Regions from separate parts of the Macaca mulatta genome. Here region 2 is linked to region 1. The links are chromatin contacts, called in public Hi-C maps. All regions are on one chromosome and are shown on one strand. The core of a region is the stretch at or near the end of the contact, and the rest is flanking DNA. Distances in the headings are between cores, read along the strand shown. Region 1 has its middle 550 kb from the start of HEMK2. Region 2 holds the start of ADAMTS1 (ADAM metallopeptidase with thrombospondin type 1 motif 1).

The links. Hi-C and Micro-C count contacts between places; a contact is called where the count stands out from the background.
Region 2: a contact with region 1 is called in a Hi-C map of blood, with 7 times the contacts expected there. The contact joins the promoter of ADAMTS1 here to the enhancer-like site in region 1. A contact is called at or near these places in 4 of 14 Hi-C or Micro-C datasets (blood, fetal cortical plate, fibroblasts and 1 more).

The regions. Positions count from the first base shown.
Region 1 is chr3:19,174,010-19,181,115 of T2T-MMU8v2.0, forward strand. No RefSeq gene overlaps it. Among named protein-coding and RNA genes, the nearest start is that of HEMK2, 550 kb to the left of the region's middle. Within about 2 kb of position 4,417, at least 4 of the 40 cell types and tissues checked have an H3K27ac peak or open chromatin away from gene starts, as enhancers often do.
Region 2 is chr3:20,658,753-20,665,858 of T2T-MMU8v2.0, forward strand. It overlaps ADAMTS1 (ADAM metallopeptidase with thrombospondin type 1 motif 1), which reads left to right and starts at 4,365. Exons shown (of 9, transcript NM_001266264.1): 1 at 4,365-5,533; 2 at 7,076-7,106. The coding sequence starts at 4,804.

The DNA of each region.
Region 1 (7,106 bases), core at 3,167-5,666:
CATGCTTTTTTCTTTTCTTGGTTCTTTATAGAGTTTCTAAGTGCTTTTATTTTGATTTGTTTTTCTTGTTGGAAACGTGTTTTCTTTGTTATGTCTCCAATATCATCTGTCTTTTTGCTCACTCTATTGCCTAAAATCCAGTCCATTTTTCCTCTAGAAGTTTACTGGCTTCCTATTCTAATTTGAAGGAGTAATTTGATATATAGACCATAATTGCTTATGCAGATGTTTGTTTTACCTGCAGTTCATGATTGATTTCTTTCATTTTCTTTCAGGTTTTGATAATATCATTAATTTTATCTTTACTTTCTGTCATGTAACCTACTCTTTATCTGGACTTAATCTCAAATCTCCAGTCCTTTTGCCTGGAGACCTTTGTTCTAAAGTCCACGTGCTTCTAATTTAGCTGAACTGGTGGCTTTCTGATTTCAGAAGCAATCATCCTAGGTCAATAATTCCAAATTTTCTTACATTAGTGAATTCATTGTTTTTGTGCCCTGATGATGCCTTTTTTTTTTTTTTTTTTTTTTTTGAGATGGAGTCTCGCTCTGTCACCAGGCTGGAGTGCAGTGGCACAATCTCGGCTCATTGCATGATGTTGCCTTTCTTTTTGATATTTCCCCCTTATTTTGCTGCAGCATATTGTATCTGTTAGAGTTAAATCGGAGAAGCATAATCACCATAGAAGAAAGAACATTGTTGGAATCAGAACATATACAATTGTGGGAGCTGGCAAAGAAGTCTACAGAAGGCTGTTGTCACTGTATCTGGCAGTGGATCTGAAGTTGCTATAGATAGTCAAGGCTGGTAGTTCAGAAAAAAAGTTAGACATGGAATAGGAGACACAGCAAGGACAAACTGGAATCCATAAGGAAAAACTGGGAAGTGTCTGAATCTTACCTCCTCCAGTCTTGATGATATGAGTGTCCTGTGTTAGGAAGAGCTAGCTACTCTCTACCTGGGAGCAACAACTAAACCTGAAGCTCTAGCAGGATCTGAAAAAGTTGTAGGTCTGGCTGCTCCCACATGCCTAGCAGGTCAGTAACAATGTATGTGAGCTACATGGGGACCTGGTACCCTACACTGACCTTTAGAGATTATAGCCATTCTTTCACGTCTACCATTCCATTCTTGTGCAGTTTCTCTTTTGGCTCACCCTAATGCAGAAATACATAGAAAATAGAATTATGGAAGACTTAGTTTTAGTTTAACTAAATTGACATTGTACAAAGCTGTCACAGTTTGCCCCTTGTCAACCTGATATTCATATAAAAGCCTTTCGACTTCCAAATAAAGACATAGTGAAATCATGTTTCTGCCTAATAACTGAACAGATACTAACTAACCATCTCACCACAAGAGAACACAAAGTCCTTTTGGCTGTCTTTGGCTGATGCTCTTTTCTAGCTGAGACATACTTACTCCTGGATATCCTGGAGCTTAAATACTGAAATATCAAGTTAATTACTATTAAACATTTTATAATAGTATGGAAATAGGGGATGGAAATTTAAAATATCAGTTAATGTAGACACAAATATGTTCATGTCTCAATAATAAATATTTATATTTATTATTGTATTTATTATTATTATTATTATTATTTTTTGAGATAGAGTCTCGCTCTGTCACCAGGCTGGAGTGCAGTGGCGCAATCTTGGCTTATTGCATGATGTTGCTTTTCTTTTTGATATTTCCCCCTTATTTTGCTGAAGCATATTGTATCTGTATTTAATATTGATACAATATGTATCTGTAAATAATATTGTATGTTTATTGTTTATAATAATGAATACCACCATAGTTCTCATTTCTACAACGTATCATGCTGTCATTGCATACTTGGAAATGATATTGTAATCTTTCTTACCAGAACATATGCTCTGTGAAAGGAGGGACTGTTTCTCAATTACTTACTCCTCTATCTCTAGTTCTGAGCATGGTGACAAACACAGAGCAGACATTAAATTAGTATTTAATTAGCATTCAATAAATGCAGACTAGTGTGTGTATCTGTGTTTGCATGTGTGTGTATGTACATGTGCATGCATGTACACACACATACCAAGATGACCCTGGGTGTTTTAATAAGAACATCTTCCAAGTTGAATGCTTTCTGAGGAAATTTACCTGTAATACAGATATCATTTCACATATTATTCCCCTTCATTTGCACTAACAAATGTCTCCTCTTGCTCTTTTGTGCTAGTTCAGTCTCCAGCTACATCCACTTGGAGTTTCACTGTTCAAGGGTTTCATTACCACTTTGGTGTGAATCTACTTAATAAACATTTTCTTTCTTTTGTTCCTTAGAGCTATCCTGTGAGGCACCCAGAACAGCTATTATTACTATTTTAATTTACAAATAAGGAAAGTGAGATTCAGAAAAAATGTAATGCATTGTGATGTCAGTGGTAGTTAAGAACTCGAATTTGCAGCTTGTTACTCTTAGTCCAGTACTCCTACTATTAAGACATGCTGGTATTTAAAAATGTAAAGTGGTTAGTAATGGACTGAACTTGAATAATACACTAATGGAAACATCAACTGAATTTCTTCTTATAGCTATAGTTTTGAAACCGCATAATATTGCTCAAGCGACAAATTAAATATAGAGTTTTCTGCTTTAGTTCAGTCTTACGGATTATGATTAGAGGCATAAAAATTTACCAGTATTACTGAAAGAATTTCTGACTTTAGACATAACCTGTTTTAGTATTGTAAGCTATTTTTGATATTTGATCTTTATTGTATAAAATTTGACTCTGTATTTCTGGCCCCTATATCACTTAATGGTCTCTGGGTGTGTGCCTCAGGGCCCCTCCCTCAAATCCTTGTGGTTTAGAAAACCAAAAGTGGCATCTCGTTTTCTCTACTTAAAGACCTTCTTCATCATTTTGAAATTCTGATGACATTTATTGGGTACAACCATGAAAAGGAGAATGGCCATATGCTTTTAGTTTGCCAAGGTATTACCCAAAGCAGGTGTTCAGTATGCAAAGAGATACTTTTAAAGTGCCAACATTGTCATTTTTAATTAGTGGACATTCTTTGTCAGGAAAGTAAAGTTTCACATTTCTTTGGGTGTGAAGTTGCATATTAATATGTTTTAGTTTCTTCTGAAAAACAAAAAAAAATCCATTTTAGGAATAAAACTTAGGAATAACTTAAGCTTCAATTTCTGATACTCAGATTATTGTTTGGGAACAAGTCATCATTGTATTAAATCTGTTTCTCATCACAAAGGGAGTATCTATTACCTGAATAAATACTTTTAAGGTATTTTTGCATATAATGTAAGTCATGCCCTTACCATGAGCCAGGGTACCACACATTAACAGATTATTCAGAGGAGCTCAGAAACAGCAATGATTAAGAAATTTTAAGTAGATTTGTAGCACAGTAATGGGTTTTTAATCCTTTAATTTTACTTACCATCTCTACAAAGAAGTTTTGAGATTGACTTTGACTTCACGTATTTTCATATTTTCAAAATTACAGAAATGGATCTTTTTTGCTAGTCGAACATCCAGAATTAAAGTGAGCGGCTTATGAAACAGGCAAAGAAAACACAGTGAATCAATCAACTTAGTATTAAATCTTGTGGGTAAAAAGCCAGTACTAAGCAAGTGGCCACCAGGAATTTGATTGTTCCCACTCATAATGGAATTTGGAAAGGGCTACTAATCACATAGTTTTGCCTTCCCTGAGCTCCAGCATATTGATTGTAACAGTCAGGTAACTTTATCCTCTGTAACCACCATAGCTCATGCTAATTTAGTTAGTCTTCATCTTCTCTGTGGTTTGATCTTTCTTGTCTCAGTAAAATTATTCCATTCTGTGTTCTCTCACATGAGTCATTTCCATTTCTAAAATCAATATCTCTCAATGGTATTTTGCTTCCAGAAAGATGGAATAGATATATTCCTGCTAAATCCAACTGAAAACCTTGAAAATTATATGTAAAACAAACCCAAGAAGACCTGAAAAGTGTAAAGAAGAAGGAAAACTAGCTAAGGAACTGGAGGACCAAAGAATGGCATGGTGGTAAGTTTTCTATGTTTTTGTTTTTGCCTCATATGTTTCCGACGTGGAGATACAGAAGCTGGAAAAATCCCAGAAATGCCAGAGGATGCAAAAACAAAAATCCTTAACAAAAGCCTACTGGCTCTAGCCAAAGTTTCAGGAAAGGCATACTAGCAAGAAAGAAAGCTTCTATATAATAACTCTTCCACCCTGACCAAATACCACAGAAAAAATCTGTAGCCCAGTCCCACCTTAGCTAGCAAAAGCTAAATGACGAGCATAAAGTTTCATTCTTTTCAGACTATAAAGAGGGGTCTCAGACTCTCTCCAGGGTGATGTCAGAGAAGACTGCATAGGAAGTTGTAACTTTGTTCTCTGCTAAGGGTAATGAGTCACACTTGTGGCTTCTATTGTGTCAGTGAATACACCCGAGGAGTTTTGCTTTTCACCACCACCTAGTAATGAAGAAGAATGCCTCTACCGCTTTCTGGTGGTGTTAGAAAAGGCCTAGAAGAGAGTCTGGACTTTCATCATTGCCCAGTTTCCCCTCCCTGTGGTGTCAGTGGAGTTCACACGGGGAGCAGTAATAGAAGCATGCCAGTATGATATCAGCAAACCTCTAGTGGGGACATGAAAATCCCTCACTTGTCCAACAGTAACAAGGAGCTTTTCTCCCCTTTGACTATTAATAAAGGATAAGTAGGGAACTTGAAATTTTATCTTCACTTCCCTTCTGTCCCTGTAGAGGAAACCAACTGAGTAGATTTACATAGGATCCGGTCTCATAGTTCTAAAGGGTTCAGGTTTTGAGAGAACATCACATGTCACAAAATGGCCAGGAATATTTCTAACTGAATAAAGAAAGACAATCAAGATATGTCAACACCAATACAATGTAGATACTAGAATTATGTGACAAATCATTTAAAAAATGCTTCTGCAAGTAGTTACAAATAAACTGGAAATAAATTAAAAGAGAAAAGTTTTAGTAAAGAAATAGGAGATAAAATAAGAGTGAAATGGGAATTTTAAAACTAAAAAATACACTAACCAAAATAGAAAACTCAGTGGATTAGCTCAGCAGCAGAATAATGAGGACAGAAGGATGAGTAAGTAAACAGGGTTAGAGTTCCAGAAGGAAAGAACAAAGAAGGTAGGGCTAAAAAAATATGCAAACAAATGAGCAAAGCTTCCCAAATTTAGCAAAATACATAAACTTACAGATTCAAGAAGCTTAGAAAAACCCAGACAATATAAACCCCAAAAAGTCTGCATGAAGATATATCATACTCAAACTTGTAAAAACTAAAGGCAAATACAAATGATGGAAGCAACTAGGGAGAAATGACATTTTGGCTATAGGAGTAAAACAGTTTGAATGATACTAACTTTTCAATCAGAAATCAGTACTTCAGCATTTTTTAAGTGCTAAAAGAAAATAACTGTCAGTTCAAAATTCTAAATATCATTTACATTTCAATTAAGAATCAAAGCTAAATGACATTCTCTGATGAAGGAAAGCTAAGAGAATTTATCACTGGCAGACATATTCTACAAGAATGACTAAAGGAAATTATCTTTGTTAGTTAGCATAGGCTATTAATATACCATGGTCTGGATGGCTTAAACAACAGACATATTTTCTCACTATTCTGGAGGCTAGAGGTCTTGGAAAAAGACACCAGCCTGGTTGGTTCTGGTGAGGTTTCTCTTTCCTTCTTGTAGACAGTTGCCATATTGTTGTGTGCTCAGATAATCTGTGTGTGTGTGTGTGTGTGTGTGTGTGTGTGCGCGCGTGCACACACAAAAAGAGAAAGAGACAGAGAGAGGGCGGGAGAGGCAGAGAGACAGTTTTCTAATCTGTCTTCTTATAAGCACACTAATCCTATTGTATGAGTGCCCTACCTTTGTAACTTTATTTAACCTTAATTACCTCCTTATAGTTCTGTCTTCAAATACAGTCACATTGGTGGTTAGGATCTCAATATATAAATTTTGAGGGGACATAATTCAGTGAGAATTCACTTCAAAATTGGGTCAGAATTTATCATTGACTAAACAGAAACAAAATGATAAAAAAAGGAATTTTGAAATATCAGAAAGAAACAAGAAACAGCAAAAATATGGATAAGCAAGAGACTTACTCATATTTTCTTCTCTTCTTGGGTTTTCTAAGTCATGATTGACAGTTGAGGCAAAAATTATGACACTGTCTGATGTGATTCTAATTGCTTAGAATATATTAAAGACAGTTATTTTATAAATGAAAGAGGAAAAAAAGATGTGAAGAGAGGAAAGCTTTAAAGCTTCACTTTAACTGGTAAAATGTAAACATCAGTAGACCATAATAAATTTTGTACATATAATATAATTATATATAATAATAATATATATATAATATATGTACATATAATGTAATTATATATAATATATAACATAATTATGTAATATACATCATATATAATTATGTAATATACATTATATATAATTATATAATATACATCATATATAATTATATAATATACATTATATATAATTATATAATATACATTATATATAATTATATAATATAATGTCTTGAGGAATCACTGAAAATGCTATAACAAGAGATATATAAAAATTATTGTACATACATCAAAATGAAATTCTAAAAATATTGTCACATTGCTCATAATAAGGCAGGAAAAAAGAAAACAGGAACCAGGACAAAGAGAAAAGAGAAGGAGCAAAATAAAACTTAGATGGTAGACTTAAATGCCAACATGTTAATAATTACATTAAAAGTAAATAATCTAAATACGCACATTAAAAGGCAAAGATTTATAGGGTGGATTAAAAATATGTGACTGAGCTATATGCTATAAAAACTCACTTCAAATATAATATAGATAAATTAAAAATAAAAGGATGGAAAAGATATGCCATGCAAATATTATTTTAAAAAGGCAGGAGTGGCTAGATTATTGTAAAATTAAGGAGACTTCAGAACAAAGAAAATTACCAGAGACAAAGAAGTACATTACATAATGATAAAAGGTATACAAGTCAAACAATAGAAGTACAAGATATGTGAAACAAAA
Region 2 (7,106 bases), core at 3,115-5,614, 1.5 Mb after region 1:
TTTGCAAATTCTTAACTTGAACTGTTAAGAATAAAAAAGAAAAAAAAAACCAAAACCAAAACCGATTTGCGCATCATTTGTTGTAGACCATCGCCACCTTGTGTTTGGAGAAAGAAGTACTAAAGTCCGTGAATCTTTTAAGGTGGAAACTTTTTATTGCCGGAATTTTCCTATTTATAATTAAAAAAAACTTAACTGGAAACAACATCATTCCAAAGTCTGACAACATAATTACCTCCTACACAATTAGATAGGTTAAAATGTCAAAACAGTTGATTAAAAGTTATGAGTCAGAGCCATTTCTAAGCCCCCAGTTTGTCTCTCGCTAGACATCTTGGGAAAACTGCTTAACCCTTTTGAGTCTCATTTCTGCATCAGTTACGCAGACGGAGTCGATTTGGCAGATTATACTCCTCTTAGTTCTCCAAGTGCATGATTTGGAGGGAATATCAATTTTGAATCTAAATGTAAGCTACAATAATTTTTCTGTCTCCAATATTTGCAATACTTCTGGGCACATAACCTGTTTAAACTAGAAGTTTTCTAACTACTTTCTCATTTGTGATCAAATAAAATATCCATTTGTCCAATATTACTTTAGACCATATGTTCCCAAAAGGAAGACTAATACCAAACAGCTTCCCTACTTCTCATTAGTCAATCTTCTGGTACTAACATGGGAATAAAAAGTATTTCCTGGTTATAAAATATGCACACTAGTTGTTTCTCTAGAGAATGTTTACATGAAAACAATTCTAATAGCTCTGTGTATTACCAGATTTCCTCATTTCATGGCTACTTGTTGAATACTTACTTTGGTATAGATTTCGTGAAAATTGTGAATAGAATATTGTGTCTATAACATATGAATCAGTGAAACAAATACGAACATATAAAGTGTAAATAGAAATTAACACCTTAATGCTTATCTCTCACTTTAAACTGCAAACAACTTGTTCTTTTTTTCAGACAGTCCCTCCGTTCATAGAGGACAATAATGTGCTTAATAGGTCAAACAGTTAATTGTTCCAATAATTTTATGTCAAATGTTTTGAGTTTTGTTCTATTATCTCTAGAAATAAAAATTGGCTTACATATGTAAATTGGAACATGTTAAGATTAATGCTTGTATAAGCTCATATGTATTCTATAAAAATAAGATCCAAAACATGAGGAGTAGGGATTAGGATAGCATTTTGGGTTATTTTAGGATAGCATTAGGATGTTATTTTGGGTGCCCATTCAAATCAAGGGGCAAAAATTGGATTAAGAAACTCACTATAAGAACCCAACATTACATGTCACTTTTACTAGTGCTTTGTACAAATTTACTCCTGCGGTCTGTTTCTACATTCAAATGTTTTTCTAATTCACATTTTGCTTATAAATATACATATATGTTATATGTATATATTTGCATATTACCACAAATGCCTGATGAGTGCTGATCTTTAAAAAAAAAAAGAGAGAGAGAAAAAGTGAGTGGATTAAATGTTCTTCTGAGCATGGATGGAGTTTTTCCGCTTAGTAGTTGGCAACTCCAACATCCATGTCTCTGTTGAAGCGATTAAAAAAGAATCATTTCCCAGAACTACAGGTGCACAACAGATTGGAGTCATTATGCAAAAGAACAGAAATCTGGACAGAAACCCAGAGAATAAAAAAGCCATGTTCCCGGCCATCCTTTTGCCTTTAACTCTCCGTTTTTTCAACTCTATTTGTATCTGCAACATGAAATATGAAAAAATTATAATGGATTTGTAGTAACCTATTCAAGATCAGAAATGCATGCTTTAAACAAAGCTCCAATAAGAATACCCTACAGGTAGAAACACACTAAAGATCAAACTTACATTAACATATTTTTAAAAGCTAAAGTTTATGTAGAGAAGTCGATAGACTGAAATACATAACATGTCTTTAAAGATACAGATTTTCTGCTGTTTTTGTCCCTTCTTACCCCAATTTAAGGGAATCACATCTACCTTCACTAATCTTCATTCAGCCCCTGGGCCACCTCTCCTTGAGATGGAGATTATGAATGTCCAAAATCTCTATCTCAAATCTCCATCTCAAAGCCACTCTGAGACTCTAACTTTTGTCACCATATATTATATCTTCTGAGCCCTCTTCTAAGCAAGAGGTTTGAAAATGTACGGATGGCTTTGCCTTCATGCTTTTGTGATCCCGACGTCAATATCTTGAAAGTCTAACATGACTTTGCTCATATGTTCTCTCAAGTATCTTACCTTTCTTCTAGCTAGAAAGAACAAGTAAAATGAAAAGAAATCATAGAAAATAGACCGTCAAAAAATTACTGTAATAGAAGATAACAATGTTAAAAAAAAAAAAGTCTGAAAACCAAACTGGGAAGTAGGAATGATCAGATGTTTGGGAAAAGACGCTTGGGAAACAGAAACAGGAAGGAATAATCCTCGTAGTTCAAACTTGAAGAGGAGGAGGTAGGTTGAACAATGCTGGACAATGGAGAAAAGAATCACACACACATGTGTGCGGGTGTCAATGTTGAATTTGAAGGAGAAATGAAACGGGGAAGAGAGCGAGGGCTGCAAAGGAGAGACTCAGTGAAAAGAGGTAGGCAGAAACACTATCAGAATGTTAATCGAGAGCTCTCAAAATATATCTAAGGCCTTGGTTGATCATTCAACGTTCAACGATGAGGGTGATTTTAGGAAACCAAAATTACATTTACGAAACCACCCACTCCTAAATGTGTAGGGACTAGAGGTCGTTACTAAGCCCTTGCAGAAGTAAGCGGAGTTGCTTCTCTCTGCCATTCTTGCTCATTTGATTTTTCCTGGTGAGTGGAGAGCAATGTGTTTGTTTTCGTTTTTCAAGTAAGCAATCTCGCTAGGAAAAAAGAAATTGGAAAGCATCCGGAAAGGAAAGCTTGGAAGAGGGACGTGTGGGAGAACTAGAAGGGACTCTTCTGGCTGGGGCCGACTGAAGTTGGGAAGATCTGGGGAGGAGCGAGGAAAGGACCCAGATCAACTTGGAGCCAACCAAGAGAGCGGACGGGGGTGGGGCGGAAAGGCGGAGACCAGGTTGAGCACTAACGCGGGGGCGCGCGAGTGTGAGGGTTGCGGGTCTGCCCGGGGCTAGGGCGATCGCTCTCGCCATTGTCCCCGCGGCTTTCCGCTGTGAAACACGTCCTTCCTCTGGGTCCTTGAGCCCCTCCCACATTTTGGAGAGAAAAGCCACTCAGTTTTTTTTCCTAAAGACCTGTTGGTGGAAAGACTCAGCTCTCCTCGCTTTCGTAACGCGGATATAGCCTTTTCCCTTCCTGATAGGAAGAGGAAGGAGGGGTCCGGGAAGGAAGCCGATTTCCTTCTTTACCCCACTGCACGCTTGCTAGCCCCAGCGATCGCTGCTGGCCCCCTGGTAGGAAAGTGGGGTTCCTAGCCGTTTCTGCGACGCTGGCCTAGGGCTTGCAGCTGCTGTGGAGTGGAAGCACGCAGACTGGCGGGAGCCGATCATTTCTCGAATGAAGAAGAGAAAGCGCAACTCCCTCCTTAGGCTCTAGGGAATTGAGCCGCGTCCCAGATCACCCATTCCAGAAATGTGAAACCGGGTCCTCACAAAGTCGTCTCTGGGGAAGAGGTGGCGTGTGGGGTGGGGGTTGGTGGAGGGTGAAGGCATAAGCAAACATATTTTAAAATCCAGACCCTAAGAAGTGTCACCTGGCCCCTCACCCAGGCATGCTTTCTGGGGGAAGCGCAGGGCCAACCAAGCTTTCCCGAGAAAAGTTGGGGCAAAGAGAGAGCAGGCTGCGGCTAAGGAGATCCTGGCAGGCTGCGAAGGTGGAGAAGTGGGGTGGGGTACTTTTCTAGAAAGTGTAGCCCTAGCTCATCTCCTAGATTGGGGAAGAGGGAACTGAGGGAGTAGGGAAGGAGACTCAGGGCAGCTCCAGGATAGGGAAATGTTGAAGAAGGGACTCCGTTCTCCACCCGAACCTTCCTGCCCGGGAACCGCAGCCCAGCGCGGTAACTGAGTTACCGCAACCGGGCGGTGGGGAGGAAGGGTGGTCCAGGAAACCCGCGAGGGAGAAGATAGGTGGAAGGGAGAGTCTTCTCCCTGGAGCGGCCCCAGCAGTACAAAGTGCTGGTCACAGTGCCCCTTCCGCCCCTAGATTGACGAGCAGTGGCGTGGAGCCAGCGCGGAGGCTGCCCCCTCCCCCTCCCCAGCCCGCAGCGCAGAGCGCGGTTTAGCACCAACGGAGCCGGGGGCGGCGTCTTTGGGATGGAAAAGGGCCAAAGGGGAGGAGTGGGGTGGGGGGGGGGGGCGGTTTCACGGTCCACTATAAAAGGACCGCTCGGTTGCCCGGTTCTTGCACTCGCTGGAAAGCGGCTCCGACCCAGGGGCTATTGCAAAGCCAGGGTGCGCTACCGGACAGAGAGGGGAGAGCCCTGCGCAGTGAGCAACACCGCAGCCAAGGCGGAGGCCGAAGAGGGGCGCCAGGCACCAATCTCCTCGTTGCCTCAGCCCCGGAGGCGCCCCAGAGCGCTTCTTGTCCCCGCAGAGCCACTCTGCCTGCGCCTGCCTCTCAGTGTCTCCAACTTTGCGCTGGAAGAAAAACTTCCCGCGCGCCGGCAGAACTGCAGCGCCTCCTCTTAGTGACTCCGGGAGCTTCGGCTGTAGCCGGCTCTGCGCGCCCTTCCAACGAATAATAGAAATTGTTAATTTTAACAATCCAGAGCAGGCCAGCGAGGCTTTGCTCTCCCGACCCGAACTAAAGCTCCCTCGCTCCGTGCGCTGCTGCGAGCGGTGTCTCCTGGGGCTCCAATGCAGCGAGCTGTACCCGAGGGGTTCGGAAGGCGCAAGCTGGGCAGCGACATGGGGAACGCGGAGCGAGCTCCGGGGTCTCGGAGCTTTGGGCCCGTGCCCACGCTGCTGCTGCTTGCCGCGGCGCTACTGGCGGTGTCGGACGCACTCGGGCGCCCCTCCGAGGAGGACGAGGAGCTGGTGGTGCCGGAGCTGGAGCGCGCCCCAGGACACGGGACCACGCGCCTCCGCCTGCACGCCTTTGACCAGCAGCTGCATCTGGAGCTGCGGCCCGACAGCAGCTTTTTGGCGCCCGGCTTCACGCTCCAGAACGTGGGGCGCAAACCCGGGTCCGAGACGCCTCTTCCGGAACCCGACCTGGCGCACTGCTTCTACTCCGGCACCGTGAATGGCGATCCCAGCTCAGCTGCCGCCCTCAGCCTCTGCGAGGGCGTGCGCGGCGCCTTCTACCTGCGGGGCGAGGCATATTTCATCCAGCCGCTGCCCGCAGCCAGCGAGCGCCTCGCCACCGCCGCCCCAGGGGAGAAGCCGCCGGCACCACTACAGTTCCACCTCCTGCGGCGGAATCGGCAGGGCGACGGCGGCGGCACGTGTGGGGTCGTGGACGACGAGCCCCGGCCGACTGGGAAAGCGGAGACGGAAGACGAGAACGAAGGGAATGAGGGCGAGGACGAAGGGGCTCAGTGGTCGCCGCAGGACCCAGCACTGCAACGCGTAGGACAGCCCACAGGTAGAAGAATTGCTCTCGTTTGTCTGTCCATTCATCCTCCTCTCCTCACTTTCTCTATCCCACGCGACTTCAGGGTAGACTCCTGCTGGCAGGCAGGAGCATAAGTCCGCGGACAGAACGGAGGCCTGGAATGGAGGAATGTGGTTTGAGGTTTGGATTGGTGAACTCAGCTAGAAAACACACTTTCATTTGGCCGAATAATGAATAACCAAGAAAAAAACTGACAAACGATTTTCTGCAAACTAAAGCAAAGCATTTAGGCCGGGGAGGGAGAGTTTGTAACCTGGCTCCTTCCACCTTTAGTGAGTTGCAGCTTGTGCGAGTTCTTTCCACTCTGTGTATTTCTTTTTAACGATTTTGTGTGTGCCTTTTGTCCGGGTTGCAATGTTGCGCTGAGTTTTGTAACCGCTGCCTGTGCGTGCATCCTGCGCTCACGGGAGGGCGGATGTGGAGAGGGCAGAGGACCAATGGTGACCTAGGAAGGTACCCTGAGCGGCTACGCTAGGATCTCTGTTCTGCAGGCTCTGTCCGCTTTCCCCCTTATAAGGCTGACCCCGGCCGGCCGGCTGAAGGCGGTGGGGCCCCTTCGAAGAACCTGCTTGGGAGGTCTTTCTCGGGCTTGCCCCGCCTCCCAGTTTGCACTCCCTCTCGCGGCCATAATTCTGCTCTCAAGCACTGTTGAAAGTCACTGCCGGTCCTTCCTACTACGCCTTCTCTGTGGTGTGCAGTGCTTATTCTCCAGTTCTTTTCATCACTTTGGTGCTTTTTTCCTTCTTTAACTCTCTCACGTGTCATTTTTTAAACAATTCTCCCCTTTTCCCCTGCTCCTCTGCTCCTGGCAACAAAGTGGTCGCTGCCCAGTTCGGGACTTTCCCCAGGGGTTGGGTCTCAGTCCGGAGTGGAAGACTGTGTTCCAAATAATCAATCTTGCCTGGAAGTCAGAACTTATTTCCCTGGGGCAGTGGGAGTGGGGCCATAGGCGGCTGGGCAGAGTGGGTGGTCCTTGTGCCCGGCACTGGCAAGAGCGGAGCACCCCAGGGACCTCTGGAATGAGACAGCAGAGCTGTGCAGTCTGAGATTCCTTAAGGCCCGGCCCCTTGGCAGCAGCCCAGGCCCTACCCGAGGCCTTCCACGTGGAGCCCGATGATCTCATTCAGGATTTGAGCCCTCGCCTGTGAAAGAGTGACTCAGGGCCTCTGCCTGCCACCCTTGCTCCAAGATTTTACAATTGGGTAGGATGATGTGCGAAACTGCCTTGTTCAGACTGTAGGATTTCAAAGAGAACAGAAGAAATCCTGCTCACACACACGCAGAAAGAGCCTGACCATGCAGAGGAGCGCGTGGTCTTTTTATTTAAAGGAGAGGAGAGAACTTTAAAAATAACACTTTGAGTGAAGAGATGCAAATATTTTTGTTTTTGTTGTTTCCGGGTATATTTTTGCTTTGTTTGCTTTGACTGGTTAGGCTTTCCTAATATATGCTAGGAAGGTAACTATTCTGGAACAGCCTGACCGTAGCAAACTTTCTTTTTTTTCTTTACAGGAACTGGAAGCATAAGAAAGAAGCGATTTGT